Regions from separate parts of the Mus musculus genome. Here region 1 is linked to region 2. Evidence: chromatin contacts called from public Hi-C data. All regions are on one chromosome and are shown on one strand. The core of a region is the stretch at or near the end of the contact, and the rest is flanking DNA. Distances in the headings are between cores, read along the strand shown. Region 1 overlaps Hivep1 (human immunodeficiency virus type I enhancer binding protein 1). Region 2 has its middle 49 kb from the start of Gm22157.

Evidence for each region. Hi-C and Micro-C count contacts between places; a contact is called where the count stands out from the background.
Region 1: a Hi-C map of bone marrow-derived DN3 thymocytes shows a contact between it and region 2, with 2.3 times the contacts expected there. The contact joins two enhancer-like sites. A contact is called at or near these places in 3 of 484 Hi-C or Micro-C datasets (CD4 T cells, CD8 T cells and bone marrow-derived DN3 thymocytes) and 2 of 115 datasets of contacts at active chromatin or transcription factors (double positive thymocytes and memory CD8 T cells).

Annotation. Positions count from the first base shown.
Region 1 is chr13:42,092,179-42,098,858 of GRCm38.p6, forward strand. All of the region lies in intron 2 of Hivep1 (human immunodeficiency virus type I enhancer binding protein 1), which reads left to right. Among named protein-coding and RNA genes, the nearest start is that of Hivep1, 43 kb to the left of the region's middle. Within about 2 kb of position 3,848, at least 114 of the 459 cell types and tissues checked have an H3K27ac peak or open chromatin away from gene starts, as enhancers often do. A contact at or near this core is called in CD8 T cells, double positive thymocytes and memory CD8 T cells, where this site is marked.
Region 2 is chr13:41,946,742-41,953,642 of GRCm38.p6, forward strand. No RefSeq gene overlaps it. Among named protein-coding and RNA genes, the nearest start is that of Gm22157, 49 kb to the left of the region's middle. Within about 2 kb of position 1,675, at least 26 of the 459 cell types and tissues checked have an H3K27ac peak or open chromatin away from gene starts, as enhancers often do. A contact at or near this core is called in CD8 T cells, double positive thymocytes and memory CD8 T cells, where this site is marked.

The DNA of each region.
Region 1 (6,680 bases), core at 2,598-5,097, 150 kb after region 2:
TAGACTGCAGAGTCTAACCAGCCCTAGGTATCCAGAGGAACAGAGCATCTGTGATGAAGGTCTATGTGTGGAAGGGGCACAGTTTATTCTCCCAGCCTAGTTAGAGTCATAGCGTGTATTTGAGCTGCAGGATATTCAGTGACATAGGCACTACTGAGTATGGTGTTGACCTGTAGGCATCTTAGGAGAATGTGGCAATGTAAGATTAATGGATTTACCTTAGGGAGCCCTGGCTTCTTTGGAATGCTTCTTTTGGGACATTTTGCTTTCTTTAGATGTCACTTATGGAGTTGGAATTTGATCTGGTTTATAGCACTGACTGAGGGTAGAAAGCCAGGAAGTTTTCAGCAGAAGCGTGCTTGGCCCTCGATGCTGCTGAACTTGTTCCCTGCTGTGCGGTAGGCTGGGCCAGGAGGCTTGGAGCCATCTGTGTTCCACCAGACCACACTACCTACCCCAAGCTCAGGGTTACTTCATCCAGCACCCTAGCAGGAGAAAACCATGGTGAGACTTCAAATTCCAGCTCTGCCTACCCTGTCAGTGTGCTACAGTGTTAAGAATTGCTACCCTCACGTGTGAATGAGGAGAGCATTGCCGTCTGCCACTTGTGGGCACTAGAAAGATTAAAGCTGTCTGTGGGGCTGGCAGGTAAAGCCTGGCACTGGTTGCCTTTGTTTCTGGGCTTATTCGGTTCTTGCTCTTCACCTGTCCCCCACCCCATAACTTCTGGTCTTACTCTCGGATTTCCATTTGCTCTGAAGAACAGTTTGTTCCTCGTGAGGCCTGGAGGGATGGGCTGACTCATTCAGTAATATATTTGAATATTTGGCCCTTACTTGTTCATCTGTGTGTTTATGTCACAACTTAATACAATTTTCAGGTTTTTTTTTTTTTAGAAATAATTAAATATTTTTATTTTATAATTCTTTAAGATATTTCTGGAGTAGAATCTAGAAAGAAAAATACTGCTAAGGAAACTAGCTTTTATATTGGGTTTCTCCCCACCAATAAGTATCCACTTAAAATTTATGGCTTATGCTGCTTTTTAGAAGTAAATTAAGTACTAACATTTAAGACAGGCTTCACTATGTAGTCTAGACTATCCTGGGACTGACTGACACTTGTGACCTGCCTGCCTCACCTGTGTAAGTCCACATCTGGCTTATTTTTAATTTTGTATTTTCTTTGTGTATGCATATATATGTATATACAAACATATAGGCTATGTTTATAGGTAAAATGTAACTGCAGTGTATGGTATCTCTCTGTGTCTCTCTCTCTCTCTCTCTCTCTCTCTCTCTCTCTCTCTCTCTCTCTGTCTCTCTCTCTCTCTCTCTGTGTTTTATATTCCATGAGGAGAAAACCTATCCAATTGCACTTATGTGCTAGGGTGCACACTCGAGCCACTGTTTCTCTCAGGCAGAGCAGAACTATGGGAAAGGGTGGAACATGATTGGATATCACTACGATTGCTAAGAGATGGAAGCCTTTGTTGTTAGAGTTTAACGTTTGTAAACTCTTGGTTAGCAGTGGCCCCCACCCCAGCCCCCCATCACACTCGCCGCAGCTGCTCTGCAGCAGTCCTAGGAGAGAGCCCCTCCCTGCGGCTTCCTGCAACCGTCCTTTCCTATAAGCTGGCCCTGACTGATAGGAGAAAGGCAGCCTCTGTTTCACAATGAGTTCAAGCCCTGTGTGGGGACTTTCCAAAAGAGAGTGGGTTACCCAGAGAGAGCTCAGCATTTGGTCCGTCTATCGCAGGCAGGCCTCTAGGCTGAGAACAGAGTTTGGAAACTCCTGGCGCTGGTTTGTGCCTAGCTTGGGATTAAAAACCAATGTCGTTCAGGTGGAACAGGAGCGAGGCTTATCCATGACAGAGTAAACTCACCTAGTTTATATTGATTACTGAAGACGTGCCTAAGAAGCGCAGGAAGTCTCTGAAAGGGCTTCAGATGGCTTTTGTAGCACATGCATTGCCACCGTTGAAGGTTCTAATCTATAAAATATGAGATCTTTTTATAAAATGCCCATTGTATATGAAGTAAGTACAGTTATCTGATGTCTGTGCACAGGGCATTATTTGATGAGGCTTTTTTTTTTTTTTTTTTTGAGACAGGGTTTCTCTGTATAGCCCTGGCTGTCCTGGAACCAGGCTGGCCTCGAACTCAGAAATCCGCCTGCCTCTGCCTCCCAAGTGCTGGAATTAAAGGTGTGTGCCACCACGCCTGGCTATTTGATGAGTTTTAAAAAGTTAGCATTTCTGAAGGTGGTGGCAGGTGCTAATACTAATTGTGTGTCTCCTGTAGTCCATCCATGGTCTCAGACATCAGAACTGCCTTTTGAGATGAACCTAAGATGTCTTTCTTTGTCAAGAACCAGAAATGAGCCTCAGATCGTCCTTGTCACACTCACTGTATTATGTCGTCTCAGCTTGCTCCCTCCTCTTGTTCTTTAGCTCAACACAAGGGATTCCTCCCCGGTGGGTCACTTGGTGGCCCTCTAGGCCCCAGTGCTGTGATGTAGCCAGTGCTGTGATGTAGCCGGTGCTGTGATGCAGCCGGTGCTGTGATGCAGCCGGTGCTGTGATGCAGCCGGTGCTGTGATGCAGCCGGTGCTGTGATGCAGCCGGTGCTGTGATGCAGCCGGTGCTGTGATGCAGCCGGTGCTGTGATGCAGCCGGTGCTGTGATGCAGCCGGTGCTGTGATGCAGCCGGTGCTGTGATGCAGCCGGTGCTGTGATGCAGCCGGTGCTGTGATGCAGCCGGTGCTGTGATGCAGCCGGTGCTGTGATGCAGCCGGTGCTGTGATGCAGCCGGTGCTGTGATGCAGCCGGTGCTGTGATGCAGCCGGTGCTGTGATGCAGCCGGTGCTGTGATGCAGCCGGTGCTGTGATGCAGCCGGTGCTGTGATGCAGCCGGTGCTGTGATGCAGCCGGTGCTGTGATGCAGCCGGTGCTGTGATGCAGCCGGTGCTGTGATGCAGCCGGTGCTGTGATGCAGCCGGTGCTGTGATGCAGCCGGTGCTGTGATGCAGCCGGTGCTGTGATGCAGCCGGTGCTGTGATGCAGCCGGTGCTGTGATGCAGCCGGTGCTGTGATGCAGCCGGTGCTGTGATGCAGCCGGTGCTGTGATGCAGCCGGTGCTGTGATGCAGCCGGTGCTGTGATGTAGCCGGTGCTGTGATGTAGCCGGTGCTGTGATGTAGCCGGTGCTGTGATGTAGCCGGTGCTGTGATGTAGCCGGTGCTGTGATGTAGCCGGTGCTGTGATGTAGCCAGTGCTGTGATGTAGCCAGTGCTGTGATGTAGCCAGTGCTGTGATGTAGCCAGTGCTGTGATGTGCCATTGGTGTTGAAGTGGCTGGGAGTGTTGCCCTAAGACCTGGGCTTAGAACTTGACCTCGAGGGGTGAAGTAAAGATCTCGTTACCACATCTTTGAAAAAAATTGTGGTTTTCATTATTAGAAAAACTGCATTTCCTGTAGCTGGATTAAATGCCTTTATATTTTGCAGCTTTAAGGATTTCATTTTAAACTACATGTGTATTTACATGCCGGTTTGTGGATATGTGTATAGGTGTGCAGATGCCCAAGTGGGTAAGAGCCGTCAGATGCCCTCGAACTGGATTTACAGATGACGGTGAGCCTCCTGACATGAGTGCTAGGAACCAACCTCAGGTCTTCTGCAAGTGTTCTGTGCTCTCAACCACTGAGCCCGCCCACCCGACTCCAGCACCCGCCCCGCAGACCAGGAGACTTTCCGTGCAGCTGCTTTAGTCCACATGTCCTCAGAGGTGGCAAGGGAGGCAGTCTCTGCAGTGACCTATTTCCCTTGGTGTTTCAGAACGGAGTGTGAGAGACAAGGGGCATGGCTTGTTACTGATCTCTACTGTGGTGTGTGGACAGGACTGTTTGGTGCTCTGTCTAGTCAAATTGTACTGAGTCTTAAAAAAAATTGTATTCTTACTGACAGTTTCTGGTTCACTGGAAAGTTGTGTTTCCTGTTGTAAGGTTTGTGGAAGGTCAGAGCAGCAGCAGCAGTAGACAGAGGTGAACAGTGAGGAGAAGAGGCCCATGGGAAGGGGAAGCACCAAGTTCAGTGAGTTCGCCATGCTGCGTGCTGACAGAGCATACAGTGCCTGCCTGTCTCCTGTGGAGAGACCAGCAGAGGAGTCCCAAGCCCTCCCTCACTAGGCACTGGCTCACAGTGAAGAGGCTCTCAGGGGCTTAGAAAAGGGAGAACCTTGCCTTGACTACAGCCAGGGAGGCAGCAGGGTGCTGCAGCTGAAGGTTATGTGTGTATGTATGGAGAGAGAAGAACAACGACTTTCCTTTTGCGGCCCTATCAACTCCCCTGCGATGAGGAAGGCATGGGAGTGTAGGAGAGAAGCCGCTGTGCTGGCCCGTGGCTTTCAGCCTCAGCACAGATGCAGGGGGTGAGCATCTTGATACCAGCACACTACTTGTTGGCTATTTAAGGGCAACATTATTTTTTTCTCTGATCAAGCTTCTCACTAGAACAGTAACATTTAAGGGGCGTACATTTTCATTAACCTCACGCAGAAATGTGAGCCCCCAATGGTTAGTACCAGGAAAATGGGTCATCTTGCCTTTTCCTGTCCAAGGAGAGAGAACTGCACTTGAAAGCTAATGACTTTTGTGTTCTCATAGCTCTCAGCTCTCAGCAGTGCATAAAAAGTGCCTGTTTGGCATTCATTTACTTATCTGTCAATGTTGGTGGCAGTCTGAAGTGTTCTATAGTGTTATACTTGGTTCAGTCATTTGCCTGAGGAGCCCCTAAAAACTAGCTTGATCCGAGGGTTTGTGCTTTAGGAAGAACAGTATGATGTCCCTTGCTCCCTTCATGGCAGAAGAAATGACACTGTGTTCATCTATATTCATTGAAGAAGAATTGGAAGGTCATATACTCACAAGAATCGGTCATTCATAATAGTTCATGTATATATGTATATGTGTATATATATATATGAAGCTACATGTGCATCTATACATAAACATTTACACATATTTGTATAAATATGTACATATGTGTGTAAATGTGTAAAGTGTGCAGCACAGCTGACATGGTGTGGTATGGCACACTTTTCTGGTTTCCCACACTGTTCCTGATGACTGCTGTTTCCAGTGCTACTACAGTGGCCACATGGTGCTGTCACATGACCATAGTAACTGGCTGTAGCTAGGTGATTTCATTGTATCTGATTGACACTGTGGAACCTTTGCTATTTCCCCTCCTTTTATAGTTAACATACATGATTTACTGAGGTGCATTTTTTTTATTAAAAAAAAAATCACTTTTCTTTTCTTCTTCATTAGAATTTGAGCATTTGGGGCTGGCAGACGTTTTTGTTGTTGCTTTTAATAATATCTGTCTTGCAATAACTTCAAGGAAAAATTACCATCTTAAATACTAGATTTAGGACTGTGTTTATTTTGCCTTGGCAGAGCTGTGGGTAGAAGCGAGGCTCTCTGCACTATCAGCAGGTGAGGTAGTGCTGGCTGCATCTCCAGTTGAACACCACTCTTATTGGCCTCCGTCTTCATGCTTAATTCACGTTTTCATGATCTGGTCTCTCTGCTGGGGATACTATGTAGGGCGGGATGTGAATTTCTGCAGTGCTGCTGCCACCTAGGAGGGTGTGATATTTGATAATTATATATATCATTATAAAATCATATTTACAATGAACATTGATAACCAAAGTTACAGTATAGTATGGGATATATATTTAATAAATTGGAAAAGAAAGAACTACAACTAGAACCCTTGGTTTTTATGCTAGAGAAGTGGCTGAGTTGGTAAAGTACCTGTCAGTCAGGCACGAGACCCTAGTGCCCAGGCAGAAGAGCTAGGAATGGTAGGCAGGCAGTCAAGCCGATCCTTGGAGCTCATTGGCCCATTGGCCTAAGCGGTGGGAGCTACTGGTTCAGTGAAAGACCTTGCCTCAGAAGATACGACAAAGAGCTATTGAGGAGAAAGCATTGTCTCTGGCCTCCACATGGACAGGCATACAATGTACACAGACACACACAGACACACACACACACACACACACACACAGACACACAGACACACAGACACCCTAAAATTCTTTGCTAGTAAAATCTATTGTTTATTCATTTACTTATTTACAAATAACATTGTCTCTTTATATAACCAAGTAGGTCTCAACCTCACTGTCCTTCTAGCTTAGCCTTAGAAGTGCTGGGATTATTGTTCTAATTAAAGTAGAAGTCTGAGTGTTGTTACCTGAGGAGTTGCCACAAATCAGAAGACACAGCATGAAATTTTATTCTTTCAATCTGTCTGTCTGTCTGTCTGTCTGTCTGTCTGTCTGCCTGCCTGCCTGCCTGCCTGCCTGCTTGCCTGCCTGTCTGTCTAAAAACATGTAATGAGTAGGGCTGGAGAGATGGCTCAGAGGTTAAGAGCACTGACTGCTCTTCTGGAGGACCTGGGTTCTATTCCCAGCATCCACATGGTGGCTCACAGCCATCTGTAATTTCAGACCTATGGAATCTGATGCCCTCTTCTGGTCTCCACAGGTACTACATTCACAGGGCGCAAAGACTTGTATACAGCCAAAGCACCCATACACATAAAGTGAAAAACAAATTAAATATGTAGTATGCAGGACAAACAATCTCTAATTCTTTGGCTTGAATATTTG
Region 2 (6,901 bases), core at 425-2,924:
GGGAATCTCTGGGTCACTTAAGAGACCCTGCCTCAAAATCCAGTGTGGATGGATCCTGGGAAGCAACACACCTCAGGATGGCTTCTGGCTTCATTGCCACATTCACATATATATGGGCTTATCTATATGTGCTCACCTGTACACATGCACATAGAGAGAGGGGGGAGGGGGGAGGGAAGCTTGGAGAGAGGGAGGGAGGGAGGGAAGGAGGGAGGGAGGGAGGAGCTCTTTTCAGCCCATGATGGCAATGATGACCATACAGAGTTCCCTTATCAGAGACTAGAGTACTAGTGAATCAGGATAGAGGGAAATCATTTGGGTATAGTTCTATAATAAAAAAGAGATCTTCTAAACACTGTCAGGATAGGGCTGTACACAAACATTGGCGGAAAGGTATGATTTTCCAATATGCAATATTTAATGTTATGTTCAAATTTCAATAGCAGACAAATTAATAACTTGTGCCCAAGAACAATGCTTTTTGTTATTATAGGTATCCTTATACACTGGTGGCCTTCCACTCTAGTTAGTTAACTCTTCCACAAGGGTTGGATTACACCATTTTACTTGGCAAAAGAGGGCACACACGAACAATGCCCAGTAAACTCAGGGGAGGATGGTAGAATGGATGAGACCCTTGGCAAAGACAAAGTCCAAGAAGTAGGAGGATCTGAGAGGAGAGTGCTGATGGGAAGAGGGACACCCAAGAGGGGAATTAACTTGTGGGGTGGAACTTATACATGCACTCACATGTGCGTGCATGCAAGCACACACACACACAGGAAACATACACACAGAAAGAGACAGAGACAGAGACAAAGTCAAATACTCATACCCATTTCTGCTACATTGTGCCATGAATTCAATCAACAAATGATTATAAATACTCAGCAAAAAGTACTGTCTACCATAACTATGTTTAGAATACTTAAAAAACAAAAACAAAAACAAAACTTCCTAAAGGGTATCATTATCCCCTTAAAATGCAATGTAGCCACGAGTTACAGACATTTCTACTGTATTAACTATTTTTGGTCACTCTGGCATGCTTTAAAATTTATGACGGCTGGATGTTCTGATGCACACCAGTAAAACTGGCACTCAAGATGTTGCGATGGGAGGGTAGTCATGAGTCTGAAGCTAACCTGGACTACATAGTGAGTTTCAGGCCAGCGAGAGCCACTCAACAAGATCATCTATGGATATCAATCAACAAATGAGTGAATTAAAGTATGTTGAAGGAGGTGTTGAGATGCTAGGCAAATAATATGCCAATTTTAATAAGAAACTGAGTATTAATATGGATTTCAGTATCCTACAAGGGCACCAGCTTAGCTCTCCGTGCACATGAGGGATAGCTGAATGATGCCTGATCTTGCCTTTCCCTTATTATTTTTACTCTCTCTCTGTCTCTCTCTCTGTCTCTCTGTCTCTGTCTCTGTCTCTGTCTCTGTCTCTCTCTCTCTCTCTCTCTGTGTGTGTGTGTGTGTGTGTGTTCGTTCGTGTGTGTTTGTACAGGTGTCGAGAGAGAACAACATTCTAAAGAAAAGTATAATTTCTTCTTCCAAGCAGTTCAAAATCTGTAAAGAGGCCACAGCCAATATGGCAGCAGCTAGCACCCAGCAATGATAAGAAATCCTCCTGTGAATGTGCCTTCTACAGTAACCACACTGCTGTCTGAGGAGGAGTGCCTGAGGTCTTCTTTGTTTTTCTGTTGGTGGTTATGAGGTCACCCAGAGGAACAGTTTCTCCCCTTGTTGCCCTGGTAATCAAAAGCACATAATTAAAAGCTGGCTCGTGACAGCAACACATGTGATTCTGTGACCCAGGTTTTGGGTTTTTTTTATTTTTATTTTTATTTTTTATTTTTTATTTTTTTTTGTCCTGAGCAATCCTCATTAGACCACGTTAGATTCACAATAGCTTTCCACTCACACAGCAGATGCTGGAATGATCCTAAGTCAGGGAGAATTCCTAAGAATTCCCAACCAGGCAGTGGTGGCACACCACACACACCTTTAGTCCCAGCACTCAGGAGGCAGAGGCAGGTGGATTTCTGAGTTCAAGGCCAGCCTGGTCTACAGAGTGAGTTCCAGGACAGCCAGGGCTACACAGAGAAGCCCTGTCTCGAAAAACAAACAAACAAACAAACAAACAAACAGAATTCCCTAAACACAGAAGAGGTTTGAAACCTGATTTTACCCCCCCCCCCAAAGTAAAGAATTCACTCAAGTATTTTGGGTCTTCTAACAATCACACAAAGCAAGCTGTGGGTATCTGGTAGGGAAGCCTAAGATCTGGGATGAGGTGGCAGGGAGAGGGGGAGAAAAAAAGAGGGGGGAGGAGAAAAGAGGGGGGTAAGAAGGGGAAAGGGAGAAAGGAGGAGAAAAGGGGGGCAGGGGTAAAAGGATGGAGAAGACAAGAAGGCAGGGGAGATAGGCAAGCTAAGGATCAGAAAAGGTGGAAGGGGAGGAGGAGGGAGAAGGGAGGGGGAGAGAGAAGGAGAGGAAAGTGGAAGAGAGGAGGGACAAAGACGAAGCCCAAGGACTCTTGACCTCTGTCCAAGGCTCCCACGAGTCTGGATCACTGTTTGGATGAGTAGAGCCAGTCACAGCGGATGAGCTATTTCCTGTCACCTGGATGGTTGCTTCTGCTCACTGCACCAGCCATAAGCTGGGATGTTTGTTTGCTTGTTGGTTAGTTCGTTTAAGACTCTGTACTTCTAAGGCCTATTTGTTCACTTCTGTGACCGTCTTTTCTTGTTTGAAGAAAATTCTGGGAGAAGACAGCTGGGGAAATCCCCTGTGCTTTCTTAGGAGAAGTGGGGGTTAGGTTTTTATGGGTTTTAGACCTTTTTATTTGTTTTGCTTTGGTTTTAGAGACAAGGACTCATTGTATAGCTCAGGCTAGCCTTGAAAACACAATCCTCCTGCCTCAGGTTCCCTCGGGCACACCTAGGGCCTCCACATATCTTTTGAGACATGAATCTAAACACCTGTCCTACCAGGCTTTGGGGAAGTCTTTCCTCACAGTCATTTGAGAATAAAGGCCCTCAGCTTGGCCTGGCCACACAGGCCTGTAATCTCAGTTAATTGACAGACTGAGACCATAGATTGCAAGTTCAAAGCTACTCTGGGCTACCTGTGGGAGCTCAAAGCCAAACTGGGCAGGTTAATGAGACACTGTCTCCAAAAAAAAAAAAAAACAAAAAAACAAAAAAAAAAGTTTATGTTAGTAAATAAAATAAGCACAAGTAATCTCAACATGAATATAGCTAGTGAATTAATTACTTTTTTAAAAGTGAAAAGTGTATTATGGTACAGAGAGACTTGCCTTGCATGTATGAAAACCCCCTTCTCCCCCCCCCCCCTCAGCCCCCCCACCCACCCAAAGAAGAAAGTCTCTCAATCAGCCACAGAAACATTACCTACTGAGTGGACAAAGAGAACAGGTGTGCGTAGAGAAGACTCTGGTCAGATGCTGCAAGCATCCCACATGCTCTCCCCCTCCCCCTCCCCCTCCCCCTCCCCCTCCCCCTCCCCCTCCCCCTCCCCCTCCCCCTCCGCCAACGGGAGGGTGATGGGCTCCTCTTGGGAGTCAGCAAAGGAGGAAGTCACTTCCTACTTCCTGCACTGGAGATTCCACAACCTCTAACCAGTTTATTGAGATTTTGCCTTTCCCATAGTCTCACCAAATTAAGTAGTATCTGCTATCTCCGGTGTGGTACCTGTGGCATGCATGGCTAGCACCCCCTGACTGCCCGTGTCTGTCATTAGCAGTTACTGTCGGCATTATCATTAGCAGTCCGTGCAGGCACTAGGGTATGCGCAGCATCATGCTCTTTGAGAGGTAGACAGAAATTTCTCAAGCACCATGGTTGATTCTTGAAGGCCCCCATTTGAGAACTCCCATGGTTACATATATATCATCCCTTATTTCAAAGGCAACTCGGAGCATGTAAGAGGTACGCTAACTGCTCCTTCACCTCTATAAATGAGCATGTTATATTTAAATACATACCTATCTCTGGGCAGTGTTCTGGAATACGTGATGGCAATGTGTTCACATGACATCTGGTAGCACCCCTATGTTTTTAACCTGTGTGCCCAAAATGGGGCATCATGAGTTCTTTGTGCCCCATGTTGTGAAATTAAATGTAAACCTGTCTTGACAAATTTGAAGGCTTTGGGGGACAGAAATCCATAGATGGTACGTTGGGGTCCCAAATGCTAAAATGGCCAAAGAGACTATACCTTGGGGGCAGCTTCTGGACCCCCCAGTGCCCCATCTATTCTTTGAGGGCAGTGGGTCTGCTGAGAGCTTGGATTCCAGTTTGGGCAGAGAGAAGAAAGGAAGAAGAGGCAAAGTCCTGACAGCGGCAATCAGATGAACCCAGTGGGCCCAGGAACTATGACGGGAGAATGAGAGCAGAGAGGGGGGCTGGGCTGGGCTGAGGACAGTCGGCTAACTCAGATTCCTGGTGTTTGGCCTGGAGAAAGCACCCACTAGAGGAACAAGTCTGTTGTTAGCAGCCAAGGATGGCCCAGGTGATCGCAGAAGCACACTGGGTTCTCAACCTTGCTGTGATCCTGGGTCTCAGGTAAATGAGTTCTGGCCTTAGCTGACAGTCAGGTAAACAACAGTCCCTGTGCCCATTATTCAAATGGTGCTAGTGTGCCTAGACTAGAGTTCCTCCAAGTTTAGAATAACCCTTCTCTCAATGCCTTGAGTTTCTCTCAGAGTCTTTCTCGCACAAAGAAACAATCTGGAAGATGTGGGCTTTCTAGAAGCTACAAGTTTTATAATTTGTTGGTAGTTACTGGAGGAAGGCACTGGTTTCTAGTTAAGTTGGAATTTCAGATGGTAAGCATAAATACATTTTAACCTAAGTTCCAAATATTATGTTAGACCTACTTATCTATACAGTCCTTTGTTTGCTATGGTTTGACTTAATTCCTTCCTTCCTTCCTTCCTTCCTTCCTTCCTTCCTTCCTTTCTTTCTTTCTTTTTTTATTTTTTGCTTTAAGGTAGTAATGGTACTTCAAGTCTAATTTGGATCTTATCTTGGGGGAATAATGCGTGGTTTACCTGAAAATCACAGTTAACTGAAACTTTAAAAGAATTATTAGCACATATTCATTGTACAAAGTAGTGGGCATAGCATTGCATAGTTATAATGACAGCATTCGAGGAGCTGGGGCAGGAGATTGCCATGAGTTCAAAATGAGCAAAGGCTACACAGAAGAACCCTGTTTGGAAAATTGATACACACAAAACCCAAAGCAACAAACAAACAAACAAACAAAAGACAAATTCAAAACCAGAAACAACTGAGGAGTTCTTTTGTGAGACTCTCATCTAGACATATTCTGTACTATGACGACACTCACCCCCAGGAGCCTCTGCCATCCCCCTTTCTTATTGTGACCACACTCATCCGCCTGAACCTCTCTTACCCCCTTCCACTCCCATTAGTCTCTTTACTCTTCATAAATAGCATTAATATTTAGACCATATAAAAAACTAAAGATACTAAGCACACACACAAGCAATCCAATAAATAAAGTCAACAGTTCCCCAAACATGACCATCACCAGCAAATCACCAGTAATGTGTGAAATGCTGTTGAAGCCATGACTGGCACACAGATTAAAACACCCCAAGCATTAAGAAAATAATAATCTTGCTAGGATATTTCAGATGAAAAGAATTTGGGTAATTTTATTTACTAAATCTAGTGACATTTGTGCATTGTGAGTAAGAGAGGAAATTGGGACTATTAAATGCTGTACAACTATGAGGTTTCTCTACAATGACAAAGGAATCGCAGGGCATCCTGGAAGCCTCTCAGACTTGGATTTACAAATGTCATCTGACTCTGCAGCTTCGGAAATCCCAGCACATGACATGTCTCTCGGCTGTGCCTGGGAGGCATTGCTGCCAAGTCAGGTCTGCTGGGATTTTGACATCATCCAAGATTTTTCTGTTTATTTCCTTGGTTTCACATGGTCTTGATGGCAATCTTTCAAATGACACCACTGGGTATTTTTGTAACTCCATCTCTTTAGTTCTCTCTCTCTCTCTCTAAATTTCTTGCTTTGTGGGGGTTGAATTTTAGGTCTCTGATTTCATCTAGAAATAAATGTTTATAAAAATGTATAAACACTTCTCAGATGAGACCGTTTTAGAGAGCCAGGGTACTATGTTAATTACCTAAGTTACTTTGTTTTCTGCATGGTAGGATGTAGTTCTGAAAGGAGAAACTACAAATCACAAATGTTTCCATTCGTTCTTTGAGAATTGTAAAGATGTATGCAATACATTGTGATCACATCTACCCCAATTTTCCTCCTCCAACTCCCCACCTAGAACCGCCCCACCCCAACATCCCCTGAACAAGTTCATGTGTTTTTAAACATACTCACAGCATCTGTGAGTCCCTGAGTGGCCACACCCCACAAAGGAAAATGATTCTTCCTTCCCCAGCCACTACCAAACGATTAATGGCTCCTTGGCTAGAGGTGGGGCCTTGGAACCACCCCCTACTCTGCCCCACCTTCATCCATGCTGAAATTCTAGCTAGCTTGTTCTTGTACAGGTAATCATCGATGATGTGAGTTCATGGATGCGCCAGCCACATCTTATTCAGAAGATGGAATTTTGCATGGTTCCCCTCCATGTTTGAGCTCTTAGAACCTTTCTACTGTCTTGTCCACAAAGTATGTTGAGGGGTTGATAAAGATGTCTCTTTAGGGTAGAGTACTGGTTCAGCAGTGTTTCTATTTATGAGTTCCCTCAGTCCTCTCTGCTCAGTGCAAAAAAGAAACTTCTCTCACCAAAGTTGAGAGCAGCCCAGATCTAGGGGATCTGGAAAGATCTAGAAGGCAATTTGACATGACCA